2 separate regions of the Oryctolagus cuniculus genome follow, and region 2 is linked to region 1. A link is a contact called in public Hi-C data. All regions are on one chromosome and are shown on one strand. Each heading gives the region's core, a stretch centred on a gene start, on an enhancer-like site or on the middle of the called end of the contact. The rest is flanking DNA. Distances are from core to core; before and after follow the strand shown.

Evidence for each region. A called contact is a pair of places that touch in the nucleus more often than the background predicts.
Region 2: a contact with region 1 is called in a Hi-C map of embryonic fibroblasts, with 7 times the contacts expected there. The contact joins the enhancer-like site here to the promoter of GTF3C6 in region 1. A contact is called at or near these places in 5 of 6 Hi-C or Micro-C datasets (ear pinna, embryonic fibroblasts, psoas muscle and 2 more).

What each region holds. Positions count from the first base shown.
Region 1 is chr5:60,658,518-60,664,832 of mOryCun1.1, reverse strand. GTF3C6 (general transcription factor IIIC subunit 6) reads left to right here and starts at 2,412. Exons shown (of 6, transcript XM_051854406.2): 1 at 2,412-2,787; 2 at 3,092-3,172; 3 at 4,558-4,621; 4 at 4,723-4,767. The coding sequence starts at 2,680. It also overlaps the pseudogene LOC127493284.
Region 2 is chr5:61,005,844-61,012,971 of mOryCun1.1, reverse strand. It overlaps LOC138849620 (a long non-coding RNA gene), which reads right to left. Exons shown (of 3, transcript XR_011388590.1): 2 at 6,913-6,962; 3 at 6,111-6,488. Among named protein-coding and RNA genes, the nearest start is that of SLC22A16, 27 kb to the left of the region's middle. Within about 2 kb of position 2,436, at least 3 of the 8 cell types and tissues checked have an H3K27ac peak or open chromatin away from gene starts, as enhancers often do.

The DNA of each region.
Region 1 (6,315 bases), core at 1,163-3,662:
GGAGTTAAGTTGGCACTTGTGGAGGCTGGCCTTGTGTTATAGTCGGTAAAGCCAACACCTGCAGTGCCAGCATCCCATATAGGTGCCGGTTCACATTGTGGCTGCTCCACTTCCGATCCAGCTCCCTACTAATGGCCTGGGAAAGCAGTAGAGGATGGCCCAAGTGTTTGGGTCTCTGCCACCAATGTGTGGGATACCTGATGAAGCTTCTGGCTCCTGGCTTCAGCCTGGGCCAGCCCCAGCCATTGTGGCCATCTGGGGAGGGAACCAGCAGATGAAAGATTGATTTCTCTCTTTCAAATAAATAGATAAATCTTTTTCTTTTAAATATTTATTTATTTATTTGAAAGTCAGAGTTACACAGAGAGAGAAGGAGAGGCAGAGAGAAAAAAAGAGAGAGAGGTCTTCCATCTGCTGGTTCACTCCCCAATTGTCCATGACAGCCGGAGCTGTGCCAATCTGAAGCCAGGAGCCAGGAGCTTCCTCTGGGTCTTCCCATGCGGGTGCAGGGACCCAAGGACTTTGGCCATCTTCCACTGCTTTCCCAGGCCACAGCAGAGAGCTGGATAAGTAGTGGAGCAGCTGGGACTCAAACCGGCACCCATATGGGATGCCGGCACTGCAGGTGGTGGCTTTACCCACTATGCCACAGCATCAGCCCCAGTAAATCTTTTTTTAAAAAATATTTCAACTGTAGGGGCCAACATTGTGGTGCAATGGGTAAAGCCACCACCGTCCCATATGAGCATTGATTCAAGGCCCAGCTACTCCACTTCCGATCTAGTTCCCTACTAGTTTGCCTGGGAAAGCAGCAGATGATGTCTCAAGTGCTTGGGCCCCTGCCACCCACATAGAAGACCCAGATGGAGTTTCAGGCTCTTGGCTTCATCGCTGCCATTTAAGGAGCAAACCAGTGTATGGAAGATCTCTCTTCTCTCTCTTTCTCTCTCTCTCTCTCTAGTTTAGCCTTTCAAATAAATAAATCTTAAAACAAAATCACTTGCGATGCCAGCAATCCATAAGAGAGTGCTGGTTCCAGCCCAACCGCTCTGCTTCCTATCCAGTTCCCTGCTAACTTACCTTGGAAGGCAGTGGTTGATGGCCCAAATGTTTGGGTTCCTGCCACCCATGTGGGAGACCTGAATGAAGCTCCTGGCTTCAGCTTGACCTAGTCCTGGCCGTTATGGCTATTTTGTGAGTGAACCAGGGGATGTAATCTTTCTCCGCCCTCCAAATTTATGATAAATATTACAAAGACATCACTTGGGACCCTTACATCCCATATCAGAGTACCTGGTGTCTGGCTCTGCTTCTGATTATGCTTCATGCTGATGTGTACCCTGGGAAGCAGCAGTTGTTGACTAAAGTGTGTGGGTCCCTGACAGCCACATGGGAGACCTGGATTGAGTTCCGATCTCCTGGCTTCTGCCTGGCCCAGCCCCAGCTGTGGGGGAGTAAACTATGCATAGTTTTATCATCATATGCATTTCTCATGGACTGTTTTAAAAATCCTTCCTCTGGGGGCTGGCACTGTGGCTCACTTGCTTAATCCTCCGCCTGCGGCGCCAGCATGCCATATGGGTGCCGGGTTCTAGTCCCGGTTGCTCCTCTTCCAGTCCAGCTCTCTGCTGTGGCCCAGGAGGGCAGTGAAGGATGGCCCAGGTGCTTGGGCCCTGCACCCGCATGGGAGACCCAGAAGAAGCACCTGGTTCAAGCACCTGGCTCCTGGCTTTGGATCAGCACAGCGCCAACCATAGCGGCCATTTGGGGGGTGAACCAATGGAAGGAAGACCTTTCTCTCACTATCTATAACTCTGTCAAGTAAATTAGAAAAAAAAATCCTTCCTCTGGATTTCAAAAAAAACTTTGCACCAAAATAAATTTATCTTTTACTTCCTTTTTTTCTATTAACCTTTTAAAACTATTGCCAAACAAAAAATTCTCTATATTACTACTAGTAATGGATTAGAGACACATTAACTGATACTACACTTGATCTTAGCCAAAAGGCTGAGAAGCAATAGAGAGACATTAACTGCTTACTATGTGTCAAATATTGGGCTAATTCTGTTTTATGTGTATTACTTCATTTAATCCTGTAAGAATTTCTGTGGCGGAGGGGATGTGGGGCCAGAGAGAGGCGGGGTGGGGCCAGGCCGGTGTCCCATAACAGTGCCAGTTCTAGTCCCAGCTGTTCCAATCCAGCCCCTTGCTAATAGGCTGGGGAGGCAGTGGAAGTCCGCTCAAGCGCTCGGGTCCCTGAACCCACGTTGGGGACCCGGAGGGAGTTCAGCCTCCTGGAATGCTGGGCATCTGGGGAGTGAACCAGCGGATGGAAGATCTCTCCCTCTCTCAGTAACTCTGCCTTATATATGAGTGGATGATTGAATCTTTAAAAAAGAAAACAATTTCTTTCCAAGAAATCTACGCTGGGGTCAACACAAGGCCGCTGGGTCCCTCTCCTCCCACACCAGGGATCCTCTGAGCCCGCAGCCCAGCGGCTCCCGGGGCGGGGGGCAGCGCCCCTCTCCTGAGGGTCGTCCGCGGAGCCCGGCGAAGCCCCGCCCCAAGCTCACGCCCGTGCGTGGCGCCCTGGGCCGGGACCCCCGGCCGACGCCATCTCGCGTCCTGGCAGGAGCGGAGCCGCAGGAGCCGGCGGAGCTGCTGCCCGGACTCAAGATGGCGGCGCCGGCGGGCGGGACGACTGACGCGGGCGCGAGGAGGAGCGCGACCATGGCGGCGGCCGGGCGGCGGCGGCGGGAGGACACGGGCGAGGAAGAAGAGGCCGTAAGCGCTGCGGCCGGGAAACCCCGGCGCTCGCCAGGGGCGGGGATGGCGGCGCAGGCTGCGTGTGGGAAGGGAGTCCGGGACCCGTCCGGCGCGAGGGAGGCCCCGCGGCGCCTCGCCGGCGTCCTGCCCTGAGCGCGAGCCGCCTCCGCCAGGCGGGCTCGAATGTGGGGAAGGCGCCTTCGGTAGCCGCCGTCGCTTGCGTCCTGGCTGAACACGGGGCCCGGGTTCACAGTTTGGGACTTGTTTGGTTCCTTGCCTCCTCCCGCCACGCTGGCATGTTTGCCCCTCTTTCCTCCACCAGGAGCAGTTGGTGCTGGTGGAATTGTCGGGAATTATGGATTCAGACTTTCTCTCCAAGTGTGAAAATAAATGCAAGATTTTGGTGAGTCTAATGGAATTGGACAGTTGTGTGGCTTTTCTTACATTGACAGAAGGGCCAAAGACCGATGTGTGGCTTGCACCTTACAAAGGGGGGACCCACTAGGGTCCCAAAGGGTGCACAGGCGGGACTGTAGCAGTCGATTTCCGGGGGAGTGATCCGTGTGTTTGCATGAGTGCCAGAGTGTGGCTGCAGAGACAGGTTAAGGTGTGGAGCAGGTAACATTTTGATGTGGAATAATATGATGTGTTGAAAAAATGCATTGCCTTTTTTTTTTTTTAAGATGTATTTATTTGAAAGAGTTACATACAAAAAGGAGATGCAGAGAGGGAGAGAGAGAGAGGTCTTCCATCCGATGGTTCGCTCCACAATTGGTTGCAACAGCCAGAGCTGCACCGATCCAAAGCCAGGAGCCAGGAGTTTCTTCTGGGTTGCCCGTGCAGGTGCAGGGGCCCAAGGACTTGGGCATCCTCTACTGCTTTCCCAGGCCACAGCAGAGAGCTGGATTGGAAGTGGAGTAGCTGGGACTCAAACCGGCACCCATATAGGATGCCAGCATTGCAGGCAGCAGTGTTACCCGCTCCGCCACAGCGCTGGCCCCAATGCATTGCTTTTTGAAACTTAAGAGCAGTAGGGAAGAAACACTGATCAGGTGCACACAGAGGCTAACCCGTGGATAGGGGGAGAAGATGCCTGTGAGAGATTTCATGGACATCACACCTGCTGTTGGCTGGAGTGTCAGCCTCGTAAATTACCATCTGCTTCATCCCTTTCCTTTTTTTTTTTTTTTTTTTTTTTTTGACAGGCAGAGAGACAGAGAAAAGGTCTTCATTCCATTGGCTCACCCCCCAAATGGCCACTACGGCCGGCAAGCTGCGCCAGTCAGAAGCCAGGAGCCAGGAGCTCCCTCTTGGTCTCCTATGTGGGTGCAGGGCCCAAGCCCTTGGACCATCCTCCACTGCCTTCCTGGGCCACAGCAGAGAGCTAGAATGCAAGAGGAGCAACTGGGATAGAATCCGGCGCCCCAACCGGGACTAGAACCCGGAGTACTGGTGCCGCAGGCGGAGGATTAGCCTAGTGAGCCCCAGTGCCGGCCTCATCCCTTTCCTTTAAAACCATTAGGCTGCTGCTGCTGGAATGGCCTCTGAGCTTGCCCTAAGCTGGAAGAGGATGCTGACTGAAACAGACTTTGCTGCTTGGGTAGGAGTCAAGTGGTGCTGAATGTGTAGCGGCTGCTTGGAGGAGCAGTTGTGGTTGATTTTGAACTTGCTAGAACAAGATGCTCCTGAGGTGCCGCCCTTTGGGAAGTGTATCCTTGGTAGCAGGGTTACATGGTGGAAGTTTTTCCCTGATGATTTTTTTTTTAATGATCTTTTATTCTGTTGCAGGGAATTGATTCAGAGAGGCCCATTCTGCAAGTGGACCGCTATGTCTTTGCTGGGGAGTATGAAGGTTAGGAGGATGGCAGTTACATGGAATTCCTTTTTTAATATGCCTTTCCGAGACGGTACCTCTGTAGCTCTCAACAAGTTACCTTCACGTTGTTTCTGCAGACACTCTTGGGACCTGTGTTATATTTGAAGAAAATGTGGAAAACGGTATGTGATTGTTATGCTAGCCCAACTCTGTTGACTATGAACTGGTTCTCACACATAAGCCTGTATAATTAAAATTAGACTTTTCATGTACCTTTTGTCTGGCTGTAACAGATTCTACCATTTGCCAAACTTGACTCAGATTATAGTTTAAAAATAATTCCAGAAGCTCTCTATAACCCCTTCCAAATGTGTTCCCTTCCCTCTGGCTTCAGAGGTAATTACTCTCCTGAATTTGGTGTTTATCTTTCCTGTACTGGATTTTATGTTACATAGTGGACGTATCTATTCACAGATATTAATCATGTTTTATTTATTTCCAAACTATATAAATTATAGTATACTATAGATATCATTCTGTATCTTTTTTCACTTCTGTTCTGAGATGTGTACATGCTGAGGTATATAGCTGTAGAGGCTAGAGTTGTGCCAGAGCCTGTTAAGGCTTTGCTGTGACGCTGTCATCCCATATGGGAATGCTAGTTTGTGTCACTGCTACTCCCGCTACTCCTCTGCTTATCCAGCTTCCTGCTAATGTTCCTGGGAAAGCAGCAGATGATGGCCCTGGCCACCCCTATCAGAGGCTCAGATGGAGTTAAGGCTTCTGGCTCTGGCCTGTTTCAGACGTGGCTGTTATAGCTAATTTGGGAATGAACCAGTGGGTGGAAGATTTTTCTCTCCTCCTCTCTCTTTCACTCTGCCTTTCAAATAAACATTAAAAAAAGAGAGACAGCTCTAGTTCATTTTTGCTCCCTGCTCTTTAGTACTTCATTTTTTTTTAACTTTTATTTAATGAATATAAATTTTCAAAGTACAGCTTATGGATTACAATGGCTTCCCCCCCATAACGTCCCTCCCACCCACAACCCTCCCCTTTCCCACTCCCTCTCCCCTTCCATTCACATCAAGATTCATTTTCGATTCTCTTTATATACAGAAGATCAGTTTAGCATACATTAAGTAAAGATTTCAACAGTTTGCTCCCACACAGAAACATAAAGTGAAAAATACTGTTTGAGTACTAGTTATAGCATTAAATCACAATGTACAGCACACTAAGGACAGAGATCCTACATGAGGAGTAAGTGCACAGTGACTCCTGTTGTTGACTTAACAAATTGACACTCTTGTTTATGGCCTCAGTAGTACTTCATTTTGAGCCCTTACCACAGTTTATTCTCATTGGCTTTTTTTTTTTTTAAAGATTTACTTAATTATTGAAAGTCAGAGTTACACAGAGAGAAGAGAGGCAGAGAGAGAGAAGAGAGGTCTTCGTCTGCTGGTTCACTGCCCAGATGGCCACAATGGCCAAGCTGCGCTGATCTGAAGCCAGGAGCCAGGAGCTTCTTCTGGGGCCCAAGCAGTTGGGCAGTCTTCTACTGCTTTCCCAGACCATTAGCAGGGAGCTGGATTGGAAGTAGAGCAGCTGAGACTCGAGTTGGCACCCATATGGGATGCCAGCACTGCAGGTGGTGGCTTTACCCACTACGGCACAGCATTGGGCACCCCCCCTCCTTTTGTGTGTGTGTGTGTGTGTGTGTTTTTTAAGAT
Region 2 (7,128 bases), core at 1,187-3,686, 350 kb before region 1:
ACTAGCCCATAAACATGTTATCAGCTTCATCTTGCTGCTGGGGGCAGATTGGTAATGAAATCGCTGGAAGCACGATTATTCATAACTTACTCAGCTATAAAACTAATGATTGTTGGGCAAGCAGTTTCTAGCTTTTGTCTGTCTCCTCGCAAAGTGTGCACATGGCTAGCGTCTGGGAGCATGCATTTGGCCAAATAAACCTGGTGCCCGGTGCCAGCGTAATCCATGGTGTGTGTGCCAACGGTGAGACATCCAGTCTGATCTCATTGACAAACGAATCAACCCATCTATGGTCTGAATGTCTGTGCCCCTCCAGCCTCCAAGGTCATGTATTGAAATCCTAACCCCAAGGTGATGTCGCATTAGGAGGCAGGGACTTTGGAGAGTGGATCACCAGGGCAGATCCCTCATGAATGGGATCTGTGCCCTCATCAAAGAGGCTTCAGGGAGACCCCTTCATGCCGTGTGAGTTGGCACAGAAAAGCTGGCTGTCTCCCACACAGAGGGCCCTCACCAGACATCGAAACTGCGGGCACCTTGCTCACAGATTGCCCGGGATCCGGAACCATGATAAATACATTTTTTATTATTTAATTATTTCTAGTTATTTATTGGAGGGAGACAGCAATATCTCCCATCTGCTGGTTCACTCCCCAAATGCAAACAACAGCCCGTGCTGTGGCAAGCTGAAGCCTGGAACTGGAACTCAGTCCTGGTCTCCCATGTGGGTAGCAGGAACCCAAGTACCTGAGCCAGCACTCCCCAGGCTGCACACTAGCAGGAAGCTGGAATTGGGAGTGGAGCTGGGTCTTGAACTCGGGTACTCTGATGCAGCATCCCAGGCAGCATGTCAGCTGCTGTGCCCAACGCCCACGCTGGGGAGGACATTTCTGTTTATGTGCTGCCTGGTCTCTGGTGTTCTGTTACAGCAGCCAGAACCAACCCGCTGTCCTTTGAGAAGACCTACTGGCAAGGATATGCAGCCCCTGCTCAAGACAAGCCTGCCACCCCACCCCAGGTACCTAAAGGGTGAGACACGGGGAGGACCAGGCTGCCAATCACTGGGTTCAGATGCATGTGCCGTGCTTTTGTGATGCAATGCACTTGTCCAGGTCACTGTCCCCCAGTCTCCCTTAACAAAGTCATATGTGTCCCACGTTCCACACCAGCCTTAATGCAGGTTCAGGCAAATGTCCTGCCCCTTACGTTTGGGCAACAGCTACCCCCCGTAAGGGGGGCCGTCCTGCCACATATCCTTCACACCATATGGCTCTGCCCACGCCTACCAGCCCCCCACTGGAACACACATGTGTTCATCACGAAATAGGAAGTGAACCACCACACAGAAGCTGCCCCTGCAGGCAGAGGGGCGGGTGAGGGGGTCGTGGAGAGGAGACAGAAGGCATGAGGGCCAGTGGGCAGTGGCTCCTGACACGAGGACCAGGACAGAGATGGCCGCAGTGGGATGGGATCTCCAGTGGTTCCTGGGCCCGGGATCTCAAAAGGACCAAGCCTGGAAATGGTGATTGACAAACCTCAACACAGGTTTCCAGACCAGTTTTTCCCACTGGCCGGATGCAGAGAGGCGAAGAAAAACCCTGTGAGAACAGAGTTGCGTGAAATTCCTTTGCTGCATGACTTCTTGGAATCTTGAGTGGGCCCAAACCCTTATCTCCCAAAGGAAGATATTATTTTACCACAAAAATGTACTTTGCAAATAGTGTCATACAACGTACTGTCTTGTGTTCACACATGGGAAGGAACTTTTTCTAATCATCTAATTTGGATCCGTTATTTTAAAAGAAAAAAAATCATGTTCTTTTACTAAGTTCAACCAAAGTTTGTTCAATGACACATGACAAAAGACTAAGATTGGGGAGGACCTCTGGGAGCTTGGGGGATCGGAGGTGACACCGTGACTATGACAGGTGGTGATGTCACTTCACAGGGGTGGCTACACAGGTTATCGGCCACCGAGGCTTATCTTGCTTTGAGCAAGCCCACAGTGCTTCTCTGGCATCACCTTGCAAGAATCCCCACGTTCTGGAGACTGACTTAGAGGTGTCCTGGCCCTTGGGGTGACGGATGAAGGAACCTGCTATTCCTTGGGCAGGATTTGCATGTCTGAAGAATCAGGGAGATGCAGCCAGCAGCTGTCTCTTCTAACTGAGGTACAAGGAGCTGCCCTTTCCAAAATTAAAGGTCAGACCATTCCCCCACCTAGAAATCAAGACAAGCTGATGACCTAAAAGAAGATAAACTTTCGATGAAAGGGAGTCATTTTGCAGGCAAATAAACTCCCAAGAAAACCTGAAATAACATGTAGCGCGGTGTTGTCACCATTGTCTCATGGGGTAGGAATTGCTATGGTAACACACGGTCCGCGGGTGTGGGAAGCATTTGGGCTGCTCCCTGGCGCAGGCGAGGCAGTGGGTTTCCGCCGTCTCCAAGGCTTGCCTAAGCCCTGCTGATCTTGCCGCAGACTGCAGTGTTTTCCTAGCCTCTATGGTGGAGTTTGCACGTGCTTGGATGACTAACACATGAGTCACAGGTTACGAGAGATTCAGAAGAGACAGTCTGAACCTGACCTTGAGGGTGGTGATGAATGGTGATGTGCTCAGAGCATGTCCGCGGAGGTGAGGTGCGGCAGGAACGAGCTTCCGAATTCCAGATCAGCATCAGAGCAGGGAGCACGCCAGCCCATAGCCACTTTCCCTCCTGCGATCCAGACGGACAGACCAACTGGCACCTCCGGAAGCTTCCACTGGAACGTCTCATGTGAATACCCACGCCGAGGCGGCCCCAGAGGTGAGCAGCAGCATGCTGACCCATCCTAGCCATCTACTTTCAGAGACCAAAGCCTGAGTTCAAGACCACCAGTCAGAAACTGCGAGTGGGCGTTTGGCACAGCAGTTAACATGTCACATCCCCTATCAGAGTGCCGGGTTCAAGTCCCACCTCCGCCCAATTCCAGTCTCCTGCTACTGGGCACCCTGGGAGGCAGCAGATGATGGCCTCAGGACTTGGGTCCCTACCACCCACGTGGGAGACCCAGTGGAATTCTAGGCTCCTTGCTGTGGCCTGGCCCAGCCCTGGTTGTTGGGGATATTTAGGGATTGGAAAAGAAAGAAAGAATAGGAAAAGCAAAACAACACTTCGATCTCCCGCAGAGACCTAAGAAGAGGGAAGAGGCGCACACTAGTACTGGTGACCATGTGGGCGGAGGGCTTATGCTGCCTGGGTAGGAATACGTGCCATTCTAAGTGGAGAAGAAAACACCTATGGTCTAACACTTCAGCCAAAAAGACTGTATAAACAGCCAGCAGCTGTTCTCGGGCCTTTGCTTTTTAGAGCAAAAACCAATAAAAGAAAAAACGTGCTCTGTAAAACGTGGTTTTTCTTGGGAGCCCAGATTTGGTTCAACAACTAATTTCCACCCCCAGAATTCAGCCTGGCGTTGGGCAGTTTTCCGCCGGAGAACTGAGTGGGCTGCAAAGCCCTGCGGAGCAGTGCAAGGCCGCAGAGGGGCTGGGCCGGGCAGACGCCCCCACACCAGGCAGAGGTGCTCATGCGTGAGCAGGGACCTCAGACTTGGAAACAGAAGTCGGCGCCCTCAACACCATCCCTACCCCCAGTGAGTGGACATGGAAGGGACAAAACCATGGCTTGGCCCGCAGAAGCCGGAGACGTGTCTCCGAGATCTGGTTGTCTGACTCCAGCCCCTTAGCTACAGGGATCTGCACAAGATCGAGTCACACGGTCCACGCATTGTCCACTCCGAAAAGCCACCAGATGATAAGACCAAGCGGACTCCTTGACTGCCCATCTTGGAAATAAGAAAATTATAGGGGCCTTTCAAGATGGATGTTCAGATGAGAAATTACTAGCTACGTCCAGCAATTATGAAGCCAGCAGCGGGGAAGACACAGCGAGGCGAGGCCCCTTCTGTAAACAGACTCGGGAATGAGCCTTGCTCATCCTCTCCCAGTGATCCTGCTGCTGCTGCTGCCTCCTCCACTCTGAGTACCAGCTCCAGCCCCTTAAAGGAAATCTTACACCCATCTAGATCTTCGCCTCTCTAACTTTTTAATTATATATGAAGATATAGATCTATAGGTATAGTTAGGGAGACAGACACACAGGAAGAGCGTTGAAAAGATCTCTTGAAGGCCGGCGCCGCAGCTCACTAGGCTAATCCTCCACCTGGGCGCTGGCACACTGGGTTCTAGTCCCGGTCGGGGCGCCAGATTCTGTCCCGGTTGTTCCTCTTCCAGTCCAGCTCTCTGCTGTGGCCTGGGAGTGCAGTGGAGGATGGCCCAAGTCCTTGGGCCCTGCACCCATGTGGGAGACCAGGAGGAAGCACCTGGCTCCTGGCTTCAAATCAGCGCAGTGCCGGCCGCAGCGGTCACTTCGAGGGTGAACCAACAGAAGGAAGACCTTTCTCTCTGTCTCTCTCTCTCACTGTCTAACTCTGCCTGGAAAAAAAAAAAAAAAAAAAAGACATGATCTCTTGTTTCCTGCACCATGGCTTTGTCTTTCTTCAAGTATTGAAGAGCAGGCTACAGCTCCTTCCATCTCAGACACCATGAACTCGTGACGTCACTCCCAACTCCTGCGTCACAGCCTGTGCTCTGGACGTTGTCCTGCTAGAATCCTACTGGCTCCCAGAGGCAGCATGGTTTCCAAGGAACCCTCCAGAGTCCAACCAGGGAAACAAAAGCAGGCGGTCCTTCGGCCTCGTGCTAAGATACCACTCAGACGCCTGCATCCCATATCACAGTGCCTGGGGCCCAGGCCCGGCTCTGCCCGTAATTCCAGCTTCCTGCTAATGTGTCCCCTGGGAAGCAGCAGGTGATGGCTCAAGTCTCTGAGTCCCTGCCATCCATATGGGAGACCCAGATGGAGTCCCCAGCTCCTGGCTTCATCTTGGCCCAGCCCTGGCTGTTGCAGACATCTGGGGAGTGAATCAGAGGATAGGAGCTCTGTCGGTCTGTCAGTCTGTTTGTCTCTGCCTCACATAATTAAAGCTTTTAGAAAGAAAACAAGAGCAGTGATTTGAAACCCAAGTTGGAGGAGGTAAGTGCTGCACAAACCCGCCACAAAGCCCCAGGCCCCTGTGAAGTGTAGAAGCCAAAGTCAAGTCTCCCGCTTTGCACCCTGGCCCTTGAAAAGGACTACAGCAACCCTCCGGCTCCTGGAAGAAGCAAGTGAAAAATCTCTGGAGTAAGCACCTTCGGTTCAGGCCTGCGGGACTCCCCCAGAACAAGCAAAATGACTTAGGAATCAGAGATCACCAAGCAGCAAGAGAAGAAGCAGAGAGCAGGACAACGAACCAGGAACGATCCTCCCAGGATTCTCATGCTGGAATTATCAGCTGCAAAGAAAAAAAAAAAAGATGGACTCACAATTTGTGGCAGTACTGAGAGACTACGGAATGAAGCAGACTTGGAAAAGAGCCAAGCAAAGCATTCAGAAATGAAAAATATATTGTTGAAATGAAAAACCCAGCAGTGGAATTAGTAAATGAAAGAGTTGAAAAGAGAAGAAATTACCCAGAAAACAGCACAGAGAGGCAGGATGATAGAAAATACATATGAAAGAGTCGAGACATGCAGGAAAGGGTTGATACACCTAGGATGGTAGCCCCAGAAAGGAGTAAATAGGTGAAAAGGTGGGGTTCAAAAAGCAAAATGAACTGATTAGAGAGATGAGTCCCAAGACATAGAAAGCACATCACATGGGGCTGGCGCTGTGGCATAGCAGATAAAGCTGCCATCTGTGATGCCAGGATCCCACATGGATGCCGGTTCAAGTCCTGGCTGCTCCACTTCTAATCCAGCTCCCTGCTAATGTGCCTGAGATGGCAGTAGAAGCTTGTCCAAGTGTTTGGGTCCATGTACCCACATGAGAGATCTGGAAGAAGCTCCCGGCTCCTGGCTTCAACCTGGCCCAGCTCCAGCTGTTGTGGCCATTTGGGAAGTGCACCAGCACATGGAAGGTCTATGTGTGTGTGTGTGTGTATGCATGTGCATGTGTCTCCCTCTCTGTAACTCTTTCAAATAAATGAAATAAATTGTTATTAAAAAAAAAAGAAAAGAAAGCACAACACATGCATGGAGGATGGAGGTTATTAAAAACCTACACCCAGACGCCTTGTAATGAACTGCAGACGGCTAAACACAAACAGCTCTTAAAGGCAACAAGTGGGAGAAAAGATGCACTCGAGGACCATGACGCCGACTGTGCAGCGACGTGGCCCAGGTAGCGTGGAATGGTGTCTCTGCGCGTGCTGCCAGTCTTCCTGGAAGAATGAGCAAAGAAACAGAAGATTCCCAGGAGAGCACTTCGGTCTGGACGAGAGAGCGAACACTATGCAGGGAGCTATGCTTGAGCTTCTTCCCGGGCATCTTATCAGAAAACCAGACTTGAATGCGAGCTTAACCTCCGGTGAGTGGCGCAACAAAGAGCTCTTTTCGCACCCTCTGACCCTGGGAATTCAGGAAACAACTGAGTTATTGCTGGTTTCAAATGCCAGAGAGCAGTCATCACAGTGTGCTTCCCACTCTCGATTACTTCAAGCATTGTCTGCCTTTGAGGCTTTTCTTGAGAACGCCACTGTTTTCTAGGATATATTGTGCGGCTTCCACGTGCTCCGTGTGACTAAGGCGTTAGTCAGAGGTTACAACGTGAGCGGCCGGGGAACGACAGTCTTGCTGCCTGGCGGGACCTGGCTCCCCAGCTCACGCCTGCTCTGCGCCCACCAATTCTCCCCGCTGCCTTCCGTCTCCAACACGGGTTCTGTTCCTGGCAGGAGCTCCCAGCCTCATCTCCCGGACTTGCTGCTTCCGGAAGCCTTTGGCTCAGTAAAAATCCCCACCCTCTGTCTTCTGCAGACTCCCTGGGACTTCTTACCCGTTTTCCTGCCATCTCTTGTCTGTCAGCAGGAACGTGTGTGAGCCCAGCTGTCAGAGAAGTGAGAAAGAGAGAGGCAAGAGGGACGATTAGGTGAGGTCGATGCAGCTGAAACGGATATTTAAAGCTGTGCCTTTTGTGCCATGGACAAGCACGAACCGAGCCCAGCTTAGCCCATGTTAGCCAATGAGGGAAATTGGCTACTACCTTTCCATG